Linked DNA regions of Mus musculus: region 1 is linked to region 2. The links are chromatin contacts, called in public promoter capture Hi-C maps. All regions are on one chromosome and are shown on one strand. Each heading gives the region's core, a stretch centred on a gene start, on an enhancer-like site or on the middle of the called end of the contact. The rest is flanking DNA. Distances are from core to core; before and after follow the strand shown. Region 1 overlaps Cdk17 (cyclin-dependent kinase 17). Region 2 has its middle 4.9 kb from the start of n-TWcca2.

Region 1 (4,732 bases), core at 2,110-4,609, 2.0 Mb before region 2:
TGAGCCACCATGTGGTTGCTGAGAATTGAACACAGGACCCCTGGAAGAGCAGTCAGTGCTCTTAACCGCTGAGCCATCTCTCCAGCCCCCCACATTATTCTTTAGTGATAAACCACTGAAGCTGGCTTGCAGTTCCAAAGTTACTTAAGGCAAGAATACTTATCATAATCAAAGGCAGACGATATGGTTTGATATAAATAGTTTAAAAAGACGCAACCGTTTCTTTACCAAATTCAAGTGGAACTTTACTTTGAAATTCTTCTCCATGCAGACATAAGCAGTCTGCAACAGGGTGGGTGTGATCTCTTACAGAACTGGAAGACAGTCTGCAGAGTCAGTTCTCTCCTTCCACCACACGGGCTCCAGAGACTGAGCTCAGATTGCCAGGCTTGCTGGCAAGTGCTGAACCATCTCTCTAGCCCCCTAAAATTTTATCTTAAAGCATGTTTAATATCTTTGCAGAAAGCTTTTAACTTACAGGGTATGCTGAAATAGTAATAGTCATAACAAAACTTCTGTCCATAAAACTGTGACAGACATCTTTAAAGAAATGAATTGCTTGGGTTGTTTTCAGTATTTCTTTATGTGCATGAATTTTTTTGTCAACTTGTGTATATGTGAGCCATTTCTGTTCAGCACCCTCAGAGGTCAGAGGGGAGCGTCAGGGCCCCTGGACCCACTGAGAACGGAACCTGGGCTCTTCTGCAGGAGCAATGATGCTCTGAACTGCTAAGCCATCTCTCCAGTCCCCAGTTCTTCTTTTATATTTATGATAAATGTATCATATGAATATATAGATACAATGTACCATAAAGGAGAAACTAGCCAAGTAAGAAAACAAGCTAGTTCTAGTTCATTTATACCCCTTAAAGCATCCATATATAAACTATATGAAGTGCTCAGATGAGCACCGTAAAGGTGTGATTAAGAAAAGGTTTTCTAGCCGGGCAGTGGTGGCACACACCTTTAATCCCAGCACTTGGGAGGCAGAGGCAGGTGGATTTCTGAGTTCGAGGCCAGCCTGGTCTACAGAGTGAGTTCCAGGACAGCCAGGGCTACACAGAGAAACCCTGTCTCAAAAAACAAAAAAAAAGGAAAGGTTTTCTGCAGAATGTGAACTGTAATTAATGTATACTTGCCTTGGGATAATTAGGGAAAAAAAAAACAACAACATTCAGACCACAGCTCACCAAGGCAAAGAAACAGCTCTTGTGTGAGTTCCATTTGCCTTCATGATGCTTCAAACAAGCATTGCATGTTCCTTTACAAACACAAATATTCACACAATGGTTGCGTTTCCACTTTCTTAACTGGTTACCTCCATTGAGATCCGTCTATGTATACGATTTCTGAGGCAAACACCTGTAGGTGACTGGACTTCATCAGATGATGTCCCAGAAGCTTGGTCACTCTCACCATCTGATCCCATCTTCAGATTTTCATGAACAATATCTATATCAGAAAAGGAGGCACTGTTTACCTTTAAAGGTCAGATCTTACTAAACAGTACACTTCATTATCATTACAAGTAAAATAGAGATATCAACAAACACAAATCACAGTGTTGAAAGTCGTCTATGCTCGAGATCCACAGGCATGTAAGCAGTTACCAGATCAGAACATAAATGCCTTACCAGAAAGATAAATCTCAGGCCAGCTGTGCTGGTTGTTTTGGGTCAACCTGACACAAGCTAGAGTCATCTGAGAAGAAGGAAAAGTCAACTGAGAAAACGACACCATCAGACTGCCTACAGGCAAGCTTGTGGGAATTTTCTCCATTAATGATTGACATGAAAGAACCCAGCTATTATGGGTCCTTATTTGTATAAGAAAGCAGGCTGAGCAAGCCAGTAAGTAAGGTTCCTCTCCATGGTCTCTGCCTCAGTTCCTGGCTCCAGGTTCCTGCCCTGCTTGAGTTCCTGCCCAAGTTTCCCTCAAAGACGTACTGTGACAAAGATGTGTAAGCCAAGGGGTTTCTCCCCAAGTTGATTATGTTGTTCCTTACAGCAATAGAAAGCAAACTAATAGAAAAATCAGCACCAGCATTGTGGGCTACTGTTGTGACAGACCTGACTGTGTTGTTTTGGGAAAAGATTGTAGCAATGCTTGAAACTTTTGAGCTGGAAGTGCCATTAGTGCTGGCAGCTTAACAGGCTGCTCAGTGGAAACATGCTGGAGGTAAGATGCTGGGAGCAACACAGATGGTGGAGGCCTGGCTCATGCAGGGCCGGAAGGAAGCAGACACTCTATCAGGCTTCTCTTAGACTCTGATGGACAGTCTGTGGCTTCTGGTCAGCTGAGAGTGAAAGGCAGCTGTGACTATGAAGAGACCTCAGCTCCACTGAGGTGAGATCTTCTGGGAAGCATTTCCTCAGGGTCACCACAATAAGCTGTGGACCAGAGGGAGCCAAAGCTTCGTCTCAAGCTGGCACCCAGTCTCGGTGATGTGTAAACGTCTCCCATGTGTTACTGGTTTGGGCAGCATGAAAGCTGCAGGATTGAAGGCGTAGCTGAGGCTTGGCACTCTAAGAGGCCAGGAGAGCCCACTGGTGGATGTGTCCCCTCAGCTGTGGTGTAGACCCCAGGATTGAAGGACTCCTGCAGAGATGCTGAGGCTCGGCACAATGTGAGTCCCTGAAGAGCAGCTAGCTGATGCCCTGCTGACTGTACAGCCAAGTTACAGTGGAGACTCCGAAATACTGGACAGTCCAGCACTGCGGGAAAACCACTAAGGATGGCATGTGTGGAACAGTATCAACCTGAGCCTGTGACATTAGCTGCTTATGCTGTGGACTGCACCAAAGGAAAGGTGGAGCCACTGGCGACCATGGGAGCCCAAGGACTGAGAGTGAATGAGTCCCAGAGGCTGAACATTTAGCTATGAGCTTTGATTTACACTGTTAGAGGATGGATTTCCTCTGATCTTATTGGAACTGTGCCATGCCTTTTCCCTCTTGGGACAAGAACTGTTTAACTTAAAAAAAAATTTTTTTACAGAAGCTCAAATTGAGAGACTTTGGAGTTTTAAGATACTTTAAAGACTGAATTTTTAAAAGGTGTTTGAATAGTTTTTAAAACTATGGAACTTTTAAAGATATATTATGTTTTAGAGTTACATAATAGTTATATTAGTATGCTTTCTTGGGGAAAACACTAAAGGAAAGGTTAGGGTTTAATAATGATGTGTCTGTCAAGGTGACAAGGGGTTAACTGTACTGATTAGTTTTTTGCCAACTTGACTCAAGTTAGAGTCACCTGGGAAAGTCAGTTGAGAAAATGACTCTAGCAGACTGCTCTGTAGGCAAAACATGTGTTGACCTTTTTTGGTTAATAATTGCTATGTGAGGACCCAACCGACTGTGGATGGTACCATTCCAGGCGGCCCTCAGCTGTATGAGAAAGCAAGCTGAGCAAGCCATGTGTAGCAAGGAAGGAAGCAGCGTCTGCCATGGTCTCTGCTTCAGTTGCTGTCTCCAGGTTCCTCCCTTGTTTTTCCTCCCTTCGTTTCCCCTTCAATGATGGACTGTGACAGGAATGTTTAAGTCAAAAAACAAGAACAAAAGAAAAAGAAAAAAATACCCTCTCAACAAATTGCTTTTGATCATGGTGTTTCTCATAGCAATACAGAGCAAACTATGGTATCAGCACTGTGGCACAAGCACTAGGGAGAGAGAGGCAGGAAAAGACATCTCTCCACATTTTCAAAGTATGAAAAATTCTATAAGGAAAGTAATTCAAGATATTGCCAAGAATTGAATAAAATTACAGACTTGACAGAGTTCTTGAAATTACTGTAACTTTGCCTATTTTCCAGATTCCAGGAGATAGAGACTTTAAAAATTAACCTACTTTTAGACCATGTAGCTTAGGCACACAGCTGGACTAGAAACCTGGTCTTTTGCTTCTTATGACTATTCTCTCATTAGATGTGTCAACAAGAAAATAGAGCTAACTCATAGAACAGTCTTTAAAATATTTACAAATCTGCTACCCACCAGTAGAAAGCCAGACGTGGTGGCACACCTGTAACTCTGGAACTAAGGCAGCAGGATGGAGCAGAGGCCAGCAAGAAGCTGTCTGGAGTTCCAAGCACTACTTGCTGAGTGTCTACTACAAAGCTAAGTTTGTGCTCTCTAACGTATCACAACCCTGCTGAGAGCCAGTGCACAAGTTCAAGACCTGCCTGGACAAACTGGGAACGCCTTGTAAGCTCAGTGACTCAGCACTTCTGAAGCAAGCCTTAATGAGGCAGCGGGTTTAGTTCCCCAGAACTAACAAGCAACCAGTAAGCAAACAGAACCGACCAGTCCTGCCCTACAAGGATGCCAAGCAAAGGTATCGTCCCAGATAGGAATAAACACTGAGTTCCACTGGACTCAGCCAGGAGAGCAGCCAGGGTAACAAGCACAGCTGTTTCTGCCTCCTTCCGAATACAGCGAGGTGAGAAAGTGAAGGCCCATGTCAGAGCTTCACTGTCTCCTTAGTGGGACAAAGGGCTTCGATGAAACGTGAAGTGTATCAGGATGCTTGCTTAGTCAAGCTTCTGCCACTTGCATGATGCACTGATAAATTTGATCAACATTACTAACGTCTTTAGTGTTCCTTTCTTAACTCGAGACCAAGAATCTCAAGAACAGATGCTTTTACGTTGCTCCTGAACTAAAAATGTTTCTTGCATTTTAAAAGGCTTACTACACACAGAAAAAGAATATGCAACAGACTCCAGTCCATA
Region 2 (4,771 bases), core at 247-2,746:
CTAAAAAGGGATTTATCTTCTAATACAGTATAATCTGGTTATATGTTCACCTAATTAATAACCTTTCTTCTGAGATTATTTTTAAGTCAATTACTTTAAACAGATACTCTCTGGATGAGTTGATTAAACATTTTTTTTTTTAATGTGCAACATTGAAGACATACTTTGAATACTGATTAGCTAAGTGGGCCTTTAATTTTTCAGGGTTTTTTTTGGGGGGGGGGCAGCGTGGGTGGAGGAGGTTAGATTTTATTTGTTGGTTGGTTGGTTTTCCTCTGCCTGCCTCAGCCTCCTGCTGGTCTTCCTGGTATATCTTTACCACTCTCAGTTCTCATACAAATTTAGTTTTCTTTTTAATTAACATGTCTGTTTATTTGGGGGTGGGAGGTGCTGGAGAAAGTGAACAGGGGCCTGTGGGAATCAGGTCTCTCTTTTTACCACAGGAGTCCCAGGGATTGAACTTGGGCTATCAGGCTTGGCACTCAGTGCCTGTACCCCTTAAGGTACCCTACCAGCCCTCTCACAGTAATTTAAAAGAAAAATGCTCATGATTTAAATCCATATATGTACACAGTAGAAATATTGGAAAAATATAGAAAAGGAAGAAAATAACTCATCCGTGTCTCACTGCCCAGCAGGACTGCTTTATTTTGTTAGGGGCGTGAGCAATTTCGTGCCATTGGAGGTCAGAGGACAGTGGACCTCTCCCCAGCTCTCCCCTTCCATCTTGAGGGTTCTAGGCATGTAGCCCTGGCTGTCCTGGAACTCACTCTGTAGACCATGCTTGAACTAACAGATCTGCCTGCCTCTGCCTCCAGAGTGCTGGGATTAGAGGCGTGCGCCACCACAGCTGGGCCTGCCCTGCCATCTTGGTGCTCCCTCTCCCTCAGTGGAAGAACTACGAAGGTTATGGTCAGTACTAATCTAGTACTTGGTCCTGATGTGACGTGTCCCCAAGGCCCGTATGTTGGAAGCTCGGTCCACAGCTGCTGATCCCATTGAAAGCACTAACTCCATCGGTGGGGTTAGCCCATAGTTCACTTCAGACTGAATGGGTTAGTAGGTCGTAGGGCCTAGCAGATGGATGTATAGGAGATTTGTTGTTCTTTACATTTATTTTATGTATTAGAATGTTTTGCTTGCATGTAGACTTGTAATGACACTTGTTCCTGGTGTCCTCAGAAATCAGAAGAGGGTGCCCTGGAACTGCGGTTAAGAACGGTTGTAAGCTTCTGTGTGGGTGCTAGGGGATGAGCCCAGGCTCTACAAAAACTCTTAGCCGCTGAGCTTTCTCCAGCCCCCGATGGGTATATGTTGTCCCTGCTGGTTTCCTGTCTCTCTGCTTTTTGGCTGCCATGAGGTGAGAGTTTTCCTCCACCATGCCTTTCTGTGATAATGTTTCTGCCTTGTCACTGGCCAAACAGAGATGGAGCCAGCTCTTCAGAGAGAAAGCTCTGAAAGTGTGAGGCAACATGAACCTTTCAAGTCCTACACGGATTTGCTCAGATAAAAGGTCAAGGTGACAGCAAGTGACTAATGTTGGGTTTCAGACAGGGACAGGCAACCACGGTGCATATTTAACATACCAAATCGGACCTGGCCTCCAGGTTCTCCCAGCATCCCTTAGTCCCCACCTGTTACAGGACACAGCTGGCTGATGTACCCACCCACCCTCTACCCTGAACTTCCCAGCCCAGGGACTGCATTCCCTCCCCTCTGCCTGCCTCCCCCCCTCCCCGCCCCCCCACCTTGTGTGCTTTCTCTCTTTCTCTTCTCCTGCATGTTGACTCCACTGATACCCTCTTGCGTGGTCGGTGAACTTGCTGCCCCCAGTGAACCCGTCTTTATACTTTAATTTGGCTTGAATTGGCTCATTTCATAGGAGAATGCCTACCAACTTTTCAAAATTATATCTATATAGATAATTTTTTTTTTTTTTTTAGTTTTTAAAACTGTGTGTCTGTGGATTTGTGTGTGTGAGTACTTACCTACAGAGATCAGAAGAGGATACCAGGTTCCTGGAAATTGGAGTAGCAGGCAGTTGTAAGCTGCCAGATACAGATGCTGGGAACTGAACTCCAGCCCTCTGAAAGAGCAGCAGGTTGTTCTTAATTGCTGAACCTTTATTTATTTATTTATTTATTTATTTATTTATTTATTGTTGTTATGTATGCATATGCCTGCTGTGGAGGGCACAGAGAGGTCAGAGAACAGCAGTGGAGTCAGATCTCTTCTTCCACCCTTGTTAGTTCTGCAAGGAGACCCACTGAGCTATCCCTCCAGATTGCTTGAGTCTCTTGATACTGGCTATGTAGCCTAGGCTGGCCTTGAACTCACAGCCTTCCAAGTGTGAAAATTACAAGCATGTAAAAATGTGCCACCATTCCCTTCCCTGAGACAGGGTTTCACTGTGTAGCTCTGGCTGTCCTGGAACTCAATATGTAGATCAGGCTGGCTTCAAACTCAGAGATCCACTAGCCTCTATTTCCTGACTGCTGAGATTAAAGGCATGAAGCACCACACACATTCTCTCTCTCTCTCCTCACTCCCTCTCTCCCTCTATCCCTCTGTCCCTCTCCCTCTCTCTCCCTCTCCCTCTCTTTCTCTCTCTCTCTGTGTATGTATGTGTGTTTTGATTGGTTGTTTTTTGTTTCTTTGTTTGTTTGTTTGTTTGTTTGTTTTTGAGACAGGGTTTCTCTTTGTATAGCTTTGGCTGTCCTCTAACTCACTCTGTAGACCAGGCTGGCCTCAAACTCACAGAGATCTATCTGCGTCTGCTTCCCAAGTCCTGTGATCAAAAATGTGTGCCACCCACCGCCTAGCACATACTCTCAAGTAAATGTCAACTTTTTTTTTTTTTATGGCTATGCAGCATTTCTTCATATGGCTATGTCATAATGTTTTTGTTACAGTTTAAATCTGGGAAGTCCATCACAGCTAGTTTTGAGGCTTGGGCCTGTCTGTGGTGACTCTCTGAAGACTCTGAAGTCTGTGGGAGATAGAACATGGTGGCAGAAATAAGCCCTTAGAGAGGAGTAATGTAATACCCTTAAATCTGCAACCAATCCTATGTAAAACAGTTTTTAAAAAGTCAGGTGCAAGTTAATGGTATGAGAAAAGAGGTAGTTAGTCAAATAATTGAAAAAAAATTTTTTGTGGGAATGGGAATACGGTTAAATGGTATGTAGGCACAGAACCTCAATTAAACCAATGTCAACAGAAAATAAGCAAGAAAAGATTTCTGACAAAATAATTGCACCAGATCTTTCCTCTTTAAACCTTCCCATTAACTAAAATATTTTTCTGCCGATTCTCAAGGCTTTTGGCATCACTTGTATTTTAAGATTTTTCTTAAATTTCAACATAAAAATAATGATTTTTAAAAAACTATTTTAGGCAATAAGACATTAAGTCTTTTGTTGTTAAATCAAGGTCCTACTATGTAGCTCTAACTGGCATAAAAGTTGCTATCCTCCTGCCCTCAGGCTCCTTAGTGCTGGAATTACAGGTGACCATACCCAAATGTGTTGAAGTTTTAATAAGGAAAGAGACTATCTTAGGTGAGCCAAAGGCTTAGTGGTTAACAATTGGGATCCTGTAATAGAGAGACTGGGAAGGGCAGCACTTATTGATGAAGCTTGAGAGTCTAACCACTGAAGCAATGAGGCCAAATACAGGGGCAAGCTGGTGGTAAAATGCAGTCGCCCGGGCTACTGAGATCATCCGTACTGACTGCACAGAACAAATCGGAAGCTCGGAAGGAAACTTAAAACCAGGAGCTCCCAGTCTCTGGAAGAGGACCTGGGTGTCCAGAGCAAATTCCAGGACATCCAGGGCTTCAAAAGAGAAACCGTGTCTTGAAAAACTGGATGGATGGATGGATGGATGGATGGATGTATGGATGGATGGAGAAAAGGATGGAAGGAAGGAAGGAAAGAGGGGAAAGAAGGAAAAAGAGATGGGGGTGGGGTGGGCAGGGATGTCTGGCAGTGGTGGTACTTACCTTTAGTCCCAGCACTCCGGAGGCAAGTGGATCTCTGTGAGTTCTAGGCCAGCTGGATCTATAAATCAAGTTCCGGGACAGCCAGGGTTGGACATAACGTTTTTTTAGGGGCAAGTTTGAAATCTGAAGTTAGAAACAGATTTACTAGCCTAACCTCTTGCCCTTACCTTACATAGCATATGGGGGATAAATATTCTCTCCTTTGGAACTTTACAACAGTTAAAAACCAGACTTCCTTCCATCACTGAGTTCTGGACGCATACCCACGGGCATCTCCAACAGTCACTTGGTGAGAAAAGTCTAGAAAAGCAAAATTTTTGATAGCTGATGACAGTAGTCATGTCTCCTGAGAAATTTAGTTTCTTCAAGCATCCCCCTATTGATAGTGTCCAGGGAATTTTTTTTTTTAAGTTGGGGGAGGCAACCCAACAGATGAAGTGAAGTTTTTGCTTAGGGAACAATTTCAGGCATCCACGGTGCAATTCTTTGTGAAACACAGATTGAGTGTTGGGCTTGCTACTGGGTTTAAAACCACCTCCGGGGCTGGAGAGATGGCTCAGTGGTTGAGAGCAGTGTGCATTTCTTTTCTAGGATCTAAATTTGCTTCCAGGCACACATATCAGGCTGTTCACAATTGTCTGTGAATCCAGTTTCAGGAGATTCTAGCACCCTTGTGCTCCCAAGGAGCCTGCACATACCCACACATCAAGAAAACAGACACACACACACACACACCAAAAACACACACACACACACACACACACACAC

Evidence for each region. Promoter capture Hi-C pulls out the DNA fragments that hold promoters and counts their contacts.
Region 1: a promoter capture Hi-C map of liver shows a contact between it and region 2, with 8 times the contacts expected there. The contact joins two enhancer-like sites. A contact is called at or near these places in 4 of 39 promoter capture datasets (hematopoietic stem and progenitor cells, hippocampal neurons and liver) and 9 of 115 datasets of contacts at active chromatin or transcription factors (the NIH/3T3 cell line, cardiomyocytes, embryonic forebrain and 3 more).

The regions. Positions count from the first base shown.
Region 1 is chr10:93,213,063-93,217,794 of GRCm38.p6, reverse strand. It overlaps Cdk17 (cyclin-dependent kinase 17), which reads right to left. Exons shown (of 17, transcript NM_146239.2): 4 at 1,319-1,452. Among named protein-coding and RNA genes, the nearest start is that of Mir1931, 53 kb to the right of the region's middle. Within about 2 kb of position 3,359, at least 38 of the 459 cell types and tissues checked have an H3K27ac peak or open chromatin away from gene starts, as enhancers often do. A contact at or near this core is called in liver, where this site is marked.
Region 2 is chr10:91,174,181-91,178,951 of GRCm38.p6, reverse strand. It overlaps a transcript of Tmpo not described here. Among named protein-coding and RNA genes, the nearest start is that of n-TWcca2, 4.9 kb to the left of the region's middle. Within about 2 kb of position 1,496, at least 21 of the 459 cell types and tissues checked have an H3K27ac peak or open chromatin away from gene starts, as enhancers often do. A contact at or near this core is called in liver, where this site is marked.